2 separate regions of the Danio rerio genome follow, and region 1 is linked to region 2. The links are chromatin contacts, called in public HiChIP or PLAC-seq maps. All regions are on one chromosome and are shown on one strand. Each heading gives the region's core, a stretch centred on a gene start, on an enhancer-like site or on the middle of the called end of the contact. The rest is flanking DNA. Distances are from core to core; before and after follow the strand shown.

Evidence for each region. HiChIP or PLAC-seq counts read pairs in DNA pulled down with a chosen protein or histone mark.
Region 1: an H3K4me3 HiChIP or PLAC-seq map of gastrula embryo shows a contact between it and region 2, with 4 times the contacts expected there. The contact joins the promoter of vma21 here to the promoter of mtnr1c in region 2. A contact is called at or near these places in 1 of 18 Hi-C or Micro-C datasets (caudal fin) and 2 of 4 datasets of contacts at active chromatin or transcription factors (embryo and gastrula embryo).

What each region holds. Positions count from the first base shown.
Region 1 is chr5:23,377,221-23,381,650 of GRCz12tu, reverse strand. It overlaps vma21 (vacuolar ATPase assembly factor VMA21), which reads right to left and starts at 3,029. Exons shown (of 3, transcript NM_001202424.1): 1 at 2,859-3,029; 2 at 2,502-2,611. The coding sequence starts at 2,920.
Region 2 is chr5:23,330,167-23,334,747 of GRCz12tu, reverse strand. It overlaps mtnr1c (melatonin receptor 1C), which reads right to left and starts at 3,083. Exons shown (of 2, transcript NM_001161484.1): 1 at 2,640-3,083. The coding sequence starts at 2,835.

The DNA of each region.
Region 1 (4,430 bases), core at 1,780-4,279, 47 kb before region 2:
ACCAACTTGCATGACTAAATGGTCAAGCACATCCTCATGAGCACTTGAGTGGATGTTTACTACTCACCTAGATTCAATTCAATAGAGAATGGCCATGCATTTTGAAAATCTCAGAATCAATCTTTCTTCACAGCTCTATTCCCATTACTCAGACTGAGGGAGAATGGAAGGCAAACAGGAGAGTAATTTTCCTCCTGAACCAACAACAAGCTTTGTACTGTAATGATTCCTCAAGAGTAAACAAGATTTGGGCTTATCGGTCTCTCTCTGTCTGTGTTGTTTACAGTCTGGTCTGGTTTGGCTGTAATCATTCGTTTGTTTTGGAGGAAGCATGGATTTTGAGGAGATTTTCTAAAAGGTGGGATCTTATGCTTTCAAAACTATTTTTCTCTGAAAAATCCCAAACCCTAACTTCAAAAGGACAATTCTCACAAAAAACATTCTTAGGCTACCCAAGAGTAAAGTCGTTTTCTAACAGAAATCTTTGGCGATTCATAAAATCTGCTGAAAGAAAAAAGGAACACATATTTAATAGCCTGAGAGTGGTAAATTAACAGAACCTTTAAACTGAAGTGTCCCTTTAACGTCACTATAAAATCAAAACTGACAAATTTGATAGGAAACTGCATGACTCATGCAATGATCTACTCGTATACATTTTTAAAATCACGTGCCTTGTGTAACAAAATAACTTCTGACAACCTGTTACCTAAATCAGGTGAGTGGGCTTGACAAACCACTTGTGGAAACACACTCTCGCTCTCTCACTCATAAAAAAAAAAAACTCTTTTGCACTCTTACTGTACGTTCACATGAAGATGGCGAGAGCAACAAAGTTTGCTCTCTTTGCTGCAAGTTTGCAGATTGGAAAAGTCAAGGTTTTAAAACCGCCAACGTTTTCTGTTATATATATATATATATATATATATATATATATATATATATATATATATATATATATATATATATATATATATTATACAGGTTTTTCACAACTATTTTATTTAGTTTTTTAGGACAACAGTATCTCCAGCAGAAAAGGAACTTCTTCATCAAAAGCTACTAGGCCAAAATATTTTAAAAATTTCCTAAAATAAAATATATCGTATTCAGTGGAAAAAAAGTCTTTGTATTATACCCAGACATTTAAAAAGAACATATTTTAGAGCAGTAATCACAAAACCAGGAAACCATGATTTTTTATTCAAGGTTATCAAACGGTCAGAATTCTTATACTGGCCCATGCCTGCTGTCATTATAGTTGGAGTGAGATTCCTGCTTTTTTTAAGAAAAAAAAAATACACACTACAAGTCAAAAGATTGGGGTCCGCATGATTTTGAAATGTTTTAAAATAAGCTTCTCCTGCTCACCAAGGCTGCATTTATTTTATCAAAAATACAGTAAAATTTGTAAAATTGTGAAATGTTGTTGCTCTATAAAATAACGTTCAAAACTATTCATGATTTATTTGTGATTTAAAGAGGAATTTTCAGCTTCATCACTCCAATCTTCAGTCAAATGATCCTTCAGAAATCACTTTAATATTAATTTTATTATTATTTATTTGTATTATTAATGTTATTAATGATAATAGTAATAAAAGTGATAATGATTGGAGTAATCATTTAATTTTAAAACTACATACAATAAATAATAAATGAATATTTATATACACACACACACACACACACACACACACACACAGTATATATAAAACAATATATCGCTCCCTTATACAGAAATCTGAAATGGCAATATATGAACATAAATAAAATAATTTCTAATTCATTTGACTGTGAAAGTAGCAGATAAATCTTGCTCCGGAGCAGGCTAGCAGCAATGAACAAACTGCTGTAGTAACCTAATTTGGCCTGTTTTCATGCAACTGATTGAGGGCCAAATTTAACCAGGATAGCTTGAAAATCAAAGCTTCATCCCCTCAACTATTGCTTTTGTGCAATACTAACTGTTCAATGTGCAATAATGTTTTAAGATACCAAAGCAACAATGACTGATTAAAGAAAAAACTGCCTTTACAGTAGCTAAAACCTGGTGCAAACTAAACTGAACATGAACCAGCTACAATAGCTAGCTAGCTGATTGAGCTTCACTTTTTTTTTCTTTTTTTTTTTTGTATAGATAGGCTAATTTACTTATCAAGCTAATTTGATAACAGATTGTAGCAATGACATTAGATCACCTAAATATAATGTGCCTGTTTTTGAAACTGGTTGAGTTTGTCTTGAGAGTTGGCAGCAGAGGAAATGTCATTCCACTCGAATGTGCCTCACTAACACCATCACAACCTCCTGACAAATTTAATATACTGACTTGCAATGCAGCACGGCACAGATATTTAGCAATGGGCTGTGATGTGGACAGTATAAATATACAGTACTGAGCACAATGGAGCCAATAATAATGAGATCATCAGAGTTGTTATAAATATTTAAATAACGTTAGGTAAATACATGGCTGATCTGCCTTTAAAGCGAAATACCTTCAAAGAGAAGGGACTTTGATGTAAAATACAGTCCGATGGGTAGAGTTATCATCAGAATAGTGAAAAACAGTAGAGTCTTGAGCACAGAGACAAGAGACCCGTCATTCCTGAATGAAGAAAGAGGAAGAAAGAGGACATGGAGAGATTAGTCTAAGTACGACTGGAAATCTGAATATTAAACGAAATCAAGTGTACTATCATGTACACTTCATGTTAAATATGTGTAAAGGTGTCTAGTTGATTTGAATCCGCTAAATTTCATGTGTTTATTGATTGTGATTTTGATACGAGGTCACGTGCAGTTTGAGCAGAATTAACTTATGTGAAATAGGCATACGATGCAGGTTATCTTACCCTCTGAAATCAGGCATGGCTCCGGGCACTGAGCCCACCTCTTTCTTGTCGTAATTTTGCATTTTGTGTTTTTTTTCATCGACCAAAATAAGAAAACCGTTGGAACTCAATCCCTTGTTATTCAGTGCTGCGACATCTTGAATTATTCGCGCTTCCGGGTCTTTGTCACATGATCTGTATGGTCATGACAGCAGTAGTGTCTGTCAGTGTTTGCGCATGTCCGCTAGAGGGCGCCGCTCGAGCAGTGCAGGCGGCGAACTGATTAAAGACTCTCAGAACCTTATAATGTTCTGGATCTCATACACGACTGGATATTGTCTTCATATGAACAGTTTGATATTCAGTTCATATCACCTTTCACAGTAAGTATTAGCATACTATTTTATTATTGTACATTTAAACAGAGAGAGAGAGAGAGATAGAGAGAGCACCACGAAGTAGCCTAAAGTATGTCCTACTTAAAAAGATACAAACGTGCACTGGATTGTGGGTGATTTTCAAACATTTACAGTAACTTACTGCATATCAGACATTTGCAGTATAATACTGTATTCAAAGTAATCTGCTGCTGTAGTTGAAGACAAAGAAAACATGCTCATTTTATTCAATAGTTAGCACTAAAACTGTTTTTGTACTGCTAGTGTTAAATGTAAGCACATTACAGTAAAAGTTCAGTACAAGTTGTCATACTTTAAAATGTAAATGTGGTAAAGGACAGATAGATTATAGGTCTAGTAAGTACCTGTAGATGATGACAACGATATGGTGGCTCAGTGGTTAGCACTGTCGTCTCACAGCAAGAGAGTTGCTGGTTCGAGTCCCGACTGGACCAGTTGGCATTTTTGTGTGGTGTTTGCTCCCCGTTTTCATGTGGGTTTCCTCTGTGTGCTCCAGTTTCCCCCACAATCCAAAGAGATGCGCTGTAGGTGAACTGCATAAGCTAAATTGGCCATATCGAGTGTGTGTGTGTGAATGTGAGAGTGCATGGGTATTTCCCAGTGCTGGGTTGCAGCTGATAGGGTATCTGCTATGTAAAACATATGCTGGATATATTGGTGGGTAATTCTGCTGTGGCGACCCCTGATGAGTACAGGGACTAAGCCAAAGGAGAATAATTGAATGAATGAAGTATGTAGATGATGACCTCATTTCCTTCTGTAATTTCTAGAAATATGAGATTTTTGTCTCTCTTCCCTCTTAATTAACAGAAAGCCTGGGATGGTTGTCAAATATTTTACTACATTTTATTTGAAGATATATTGGACTTTATTTTTGTAGGACACAATTATTTTAATTGAAGACATTTTTGATCTTAGAGCCAACATGAAAAAACACATCTTGAGAAAAAAGGACTGAATTTGGGTGACTAGGTTTTTAATTGGATTGTCCACTTAAAACTAATTCTGTTGTGTTATTTCTTTTTCTTTCTTTTCTATTTTTTTTCCAATTTTCTAAAGCAAAATAAATACGAACACAAACATATTTTATTGTATGAAATATATCAAACTTTTTTATCATCAATCTAAAAAAGAAAATCTATTTTAAAAGCAAAGTTTTGTCATTACTGGAAGG
Region 2 (4,581 bases), core at 1,834-4,333:
ATATTATCATTTTGATGGACATTTATGGAATAAAATATTACAGCTATATATTTTGTGTCTTTTAATTTACTCAAATTATTTTTCTGGCTCAAAATGAGGCAGAGGTGGAATCCTGATGATTACATTTTTGCTCCATGAAACAAACACATTTTGCATGATTCTGGTAATATTTTCAGGTAAAACATACCTTATTTAAGAAAAAAGTCTCAAATTAAATGTAATAAAATACATAAGCAGTTCACTTGGGCTCTGTCGATAGTCATGACTTCCTGACAACAGCTGGGGTAGTACAAAATTTGATAGAGGTGGCTACCTTGTAATTTATCATGACATAATTTATATCAACTATTCATGTTATGTTTATTCATGTGTTTAAAGTGTACCGTGAACAACTGGCTAAATAAATACACATGAGCAAACTGCCCTTCCCCCACTAGCAAAAAATGGCTACTAAGAATAAAATTGAACAACAGCAAACACAAAAATCACACCTCAGCTATGGCACAGTGTGCAATCATGCATGCGTCTAAAAGGCATGAAAAAGCCAGTGCCATGTCCTGATCCTGCTGTCTCTGTCCCCAGTGATTTCCAGTCTCTCGCAACTTGTTCTGTGCTTAAAGGCATGAACAGCACATAAATAAACATTAAGAGAGAAAAAAAAAATCACCAAAACTGCACCAGCAGCTCACGTGCCTCTCTTTTCGAATGCATTCCCACCTATATAACACACAAGAATCAGATCTTACAGAATTTTCCAAAAAACAACATTCAAAATTCTGACACGTCCCTATTGAGGTGGAATCAGCTGAGCGTGAATGCAATGAGTTATGAGTCTGGGGTTCGTCCATCCCAGTCATGACAACCAACAAAGCTGGATCTCCCTTCTTAATACATCCACTCCAGCAGCTCATGGCTAAGGGCAGGCTTGGAAAATACCGCATGATCTGAGGCGGTGGGATTTCGACACGCTGCCAGTACAGTTGTGAGCAGCTGCAGCGATCGGAATGGTCTGATGAAAGGAATATACACAAAAAACAACGCCAGCCACACTGGAGCATGTCCTCTCCATAAGATCAATGCACATTTCCTAATTCCCTTTTGTGGACCCCAATATAGATAATCAACCACTGTGTTCTAATACTGAGAAATGCTCGTCTCCCAGATTGCTTCAAACGTGTGTAAACAGCCCACTGTGGTCGGATGATGGCACTTCAGCTCTAATAAGATGTTCACAGAAGATCCCTTTCATGCTTCTGTCTCCTCTGCTCATATCATCTTCATACCAACAGGCGAGTAGGACTTAATCAAGTGGAATAGCTGAAACTGATAAACATATCTATCCCTCGCAGGCAAAGCTCTGCTCCTTCGCTCTCACATATATAAGATTACATGCAATACAGAAGGAAATCAGATAATGTAGCAAGCAACAGGTTCTTTAACATATCCTGTACACAAAGAGGTCAGAAAGTCTCAGGACATACCAACAAGCCAGGATGTAAAATCTAACTGGCAAGAAAGTGAAAGATTTAGATGTTATACAATGAATTACAATGATTCTGAACTATTTTTAGTCAAATAATCAAATTTGGAACATGTGAACTCCTCTGAAAAAAAGGTCAGATTTTCCAGCACCGAAAAACAAGATGCCCTTTGGAATATCTTCAAAATACACTGCTTGACATGGATTATTAAGATTTTTTTAATCATTGCTCTTTTCAATTAAGCCTTACACTTAAAGTGTTAGTATGTTTATGAAAATTTAATTTATAATTAAAGGATCTTATAGATTTACGAAGCATTTTCGGTAAAGCTCCCAGACTTTTAGACTCCACTGTATATGAGAGACATTGTGTTTTATAATTTGACTGTATTGTAATGGTCTCACATATCTGGCAACTGTTCCTTCATCGCTCAGCCTGCAGTATAAAATAAAGCCCTGTAAACTGAGTTGTTTGCTTACGTGCTTCTGTTGAAGCGATCATGCCTTGGGTTACATTCTCCTGACAGGTCTTTGCACATCAAAAAAACGTGGGTTATTATGATATTTAACATCTTATATCTTGTTTTGTTACACAATACAAAAAAGACAGCCATGTTTTGCCGGTGTCTTATGTAACTCCGGGGAAGAGGGAGCATCAAAACATAGAGCACAGGGAAGCATGTTGCATAGGTGTTGATTTAGCATATAAGACCTGCTTCTTCTCAGTTTCCAACATTGCAATGAACTACCTATATGAACTATATATATATTTACAGAGACCAGTTATCAATTATCTGTATTAATATTTTAAAGTGTTTATGTGTGCTTGAGTAAAATGTCATATAAAATGTTTTATTCTGTAAACTACTGATAATATTTCTTCCCAATTTGAAATAAAAATATATGACGTGCTGGCAAATATAAATACATGCATGTTTGTGTGTGTGTGATCTATGATCTATGCCAAACTGACAACAACAGCTGTTAACAAGCGAAAGACAATCTGCTTACATGTAAGTGTTTTTAAATTCTTAGCATACTATATCTTTAAACAATTACTACATATTGTAATAAAAACATCTATAAAACCTCTATAAAATTATAAGATGTTTGCCTGTCATTACAGTACACAGTTATCTCTCCCAGGAGGACTTCACACCTGCATTCCTCAGTTTCTTGTTCCTGTAGACGGACAAGATGACCAGCAGATTTCCAACGATATCAGCCACGGTGGTGAAGATCAACACGCCGGCGAGGGTGGCCGCGACCCCGGGAGACGTGCTCCTGGCGGTGAGACAGTTGTTTCCCTGGGATAAACTATCCAGACAGCTTAAGTTCGCCTTTGTCATCGCCATTCTTATGGAGCAGTGTAACGACACATTAAAGTTTCCCCTTTGCTCCACTCTTCAAGAAAAAACGGCAAAGTTGCCGCGAACAGGTATAGTCGTGCACCTTCCCGAAAACAAATCCAATCCATTCCACTTACAAAATGTCACTGTACTCATAGAAAATCCGTTTTCATGCAACTTCCAGCGCACGATAAATTAGCCTATGCCACAGTGGATTTCCCAGTAGCTCCCATTAAATTCAATGAATGTTTGGTAGTCGGTGCATTGTCAGCCCCACAGTTATCTGGACTGTCACCTCGGATCACAGTGAGTCACACACACACACTCCGGGCTGTTGCTCAAACGCCACACTCATCTCAGCGGCAACATTGGCGACGGTCTGCGTCGCATCCCCGGAGCCCGGAGCCTCTCGGTCTCAAGCGCGCAGTCAACTGTTCAGAGCCAGTCCGGCAGCGACTATAACGAGTTGAGGATTCTAGCCCTCCGCGTCTGCGAATATCTCAAACTGAGACTTTGTTCTTTAAAAGCGTGAGTTTAAAACATAGTGTAAGCGAATGGTGTCCTATGTTTTCTTAAAATGTTTAAGCAGAAAACATACATTAGCTACAGTCCGTCGGAGCGCATTTTCATCTGGAGCTTTAAAAAAAACTAACGAACTAAAGTCGCGACTCCAAGTAACCATAGCAACAGTGTTCAGCTCAAACGCTTCTTCTTCCAGTCAGGACCTGTAGGCTATGTATCATCCATCGAAACCTTTTCTTCTTCGTCTTAACTGAGCAGTTTATTTGCCTTAAAGGGAAAAAAAGAGTTTTGGAGTGGTCGATTTACAAATAAATAAATATATCAGTAATTATTTTGAGTGAGTATACAGCCAGAGATGGTCTGAGTTGAGATGGAAGGGTCCTCGGTTCTACAGAAAAGGGTATGTAATGACCCACGTGGGTGTGCCTCTATATTATCCAATCACATTACTTTGCAGTATACTCTGATTCACCTTTAGTGGACTTTGAAGTGTATTCACATGGTATCTGCTTAAGTTGTGATGTATGGAACAGCTCGTTGTCTATACCTACAGCAAGATATTTTTGGCTTTCATTGTTTGATAGTAACTTATTTATTGGGTTAAGGCTTGGAAGTTGACTAGTAAGTTTTGCATATATAACAAAATTAAAGAAGTGTCGTAGAAAATACTCCATAGAATCTATCCTGCTAAACATGTCTTGGAAAGATTTAAACTTAATATTTTATATGTGTGTGAATTTTGAGAAAAAGAAACAGTTTTGCATCTTTTTTTATTGTATTTACTCAATAATATTTAGGAAAGATTTTGAATTGCTTATTAAAAAAATGGAGTATAAAATAGAAATTATTTTATTTCATGTACTGTTTTATTCTGATAATGAGAACATATTTTTAATTCGTTTATGCTGTTTGGAAAATACCATATACACAAGAAAAAGTGGGCTCAATGTAAACCAAACCTTTCCCATTTTGTAAATGACTTCATATCATATGTAAATCTATTAGAACAATCACAACAAAAACATGTAATGCTCTGAAAACATTTAATTTCATGTAAATGTAATTTTACTTTATTTTATTTATTTATTTATTTATTTATTTTTCAGAAAAATATGTGACATGTAATACCTCTTTTTCTTGTGGCACTGAGTTAATAATACTACTACTAATAATAATAATAATAATAGTAAAAGTGTATGGAACAGCTTACTGTAAGTGTCTATTCATTTG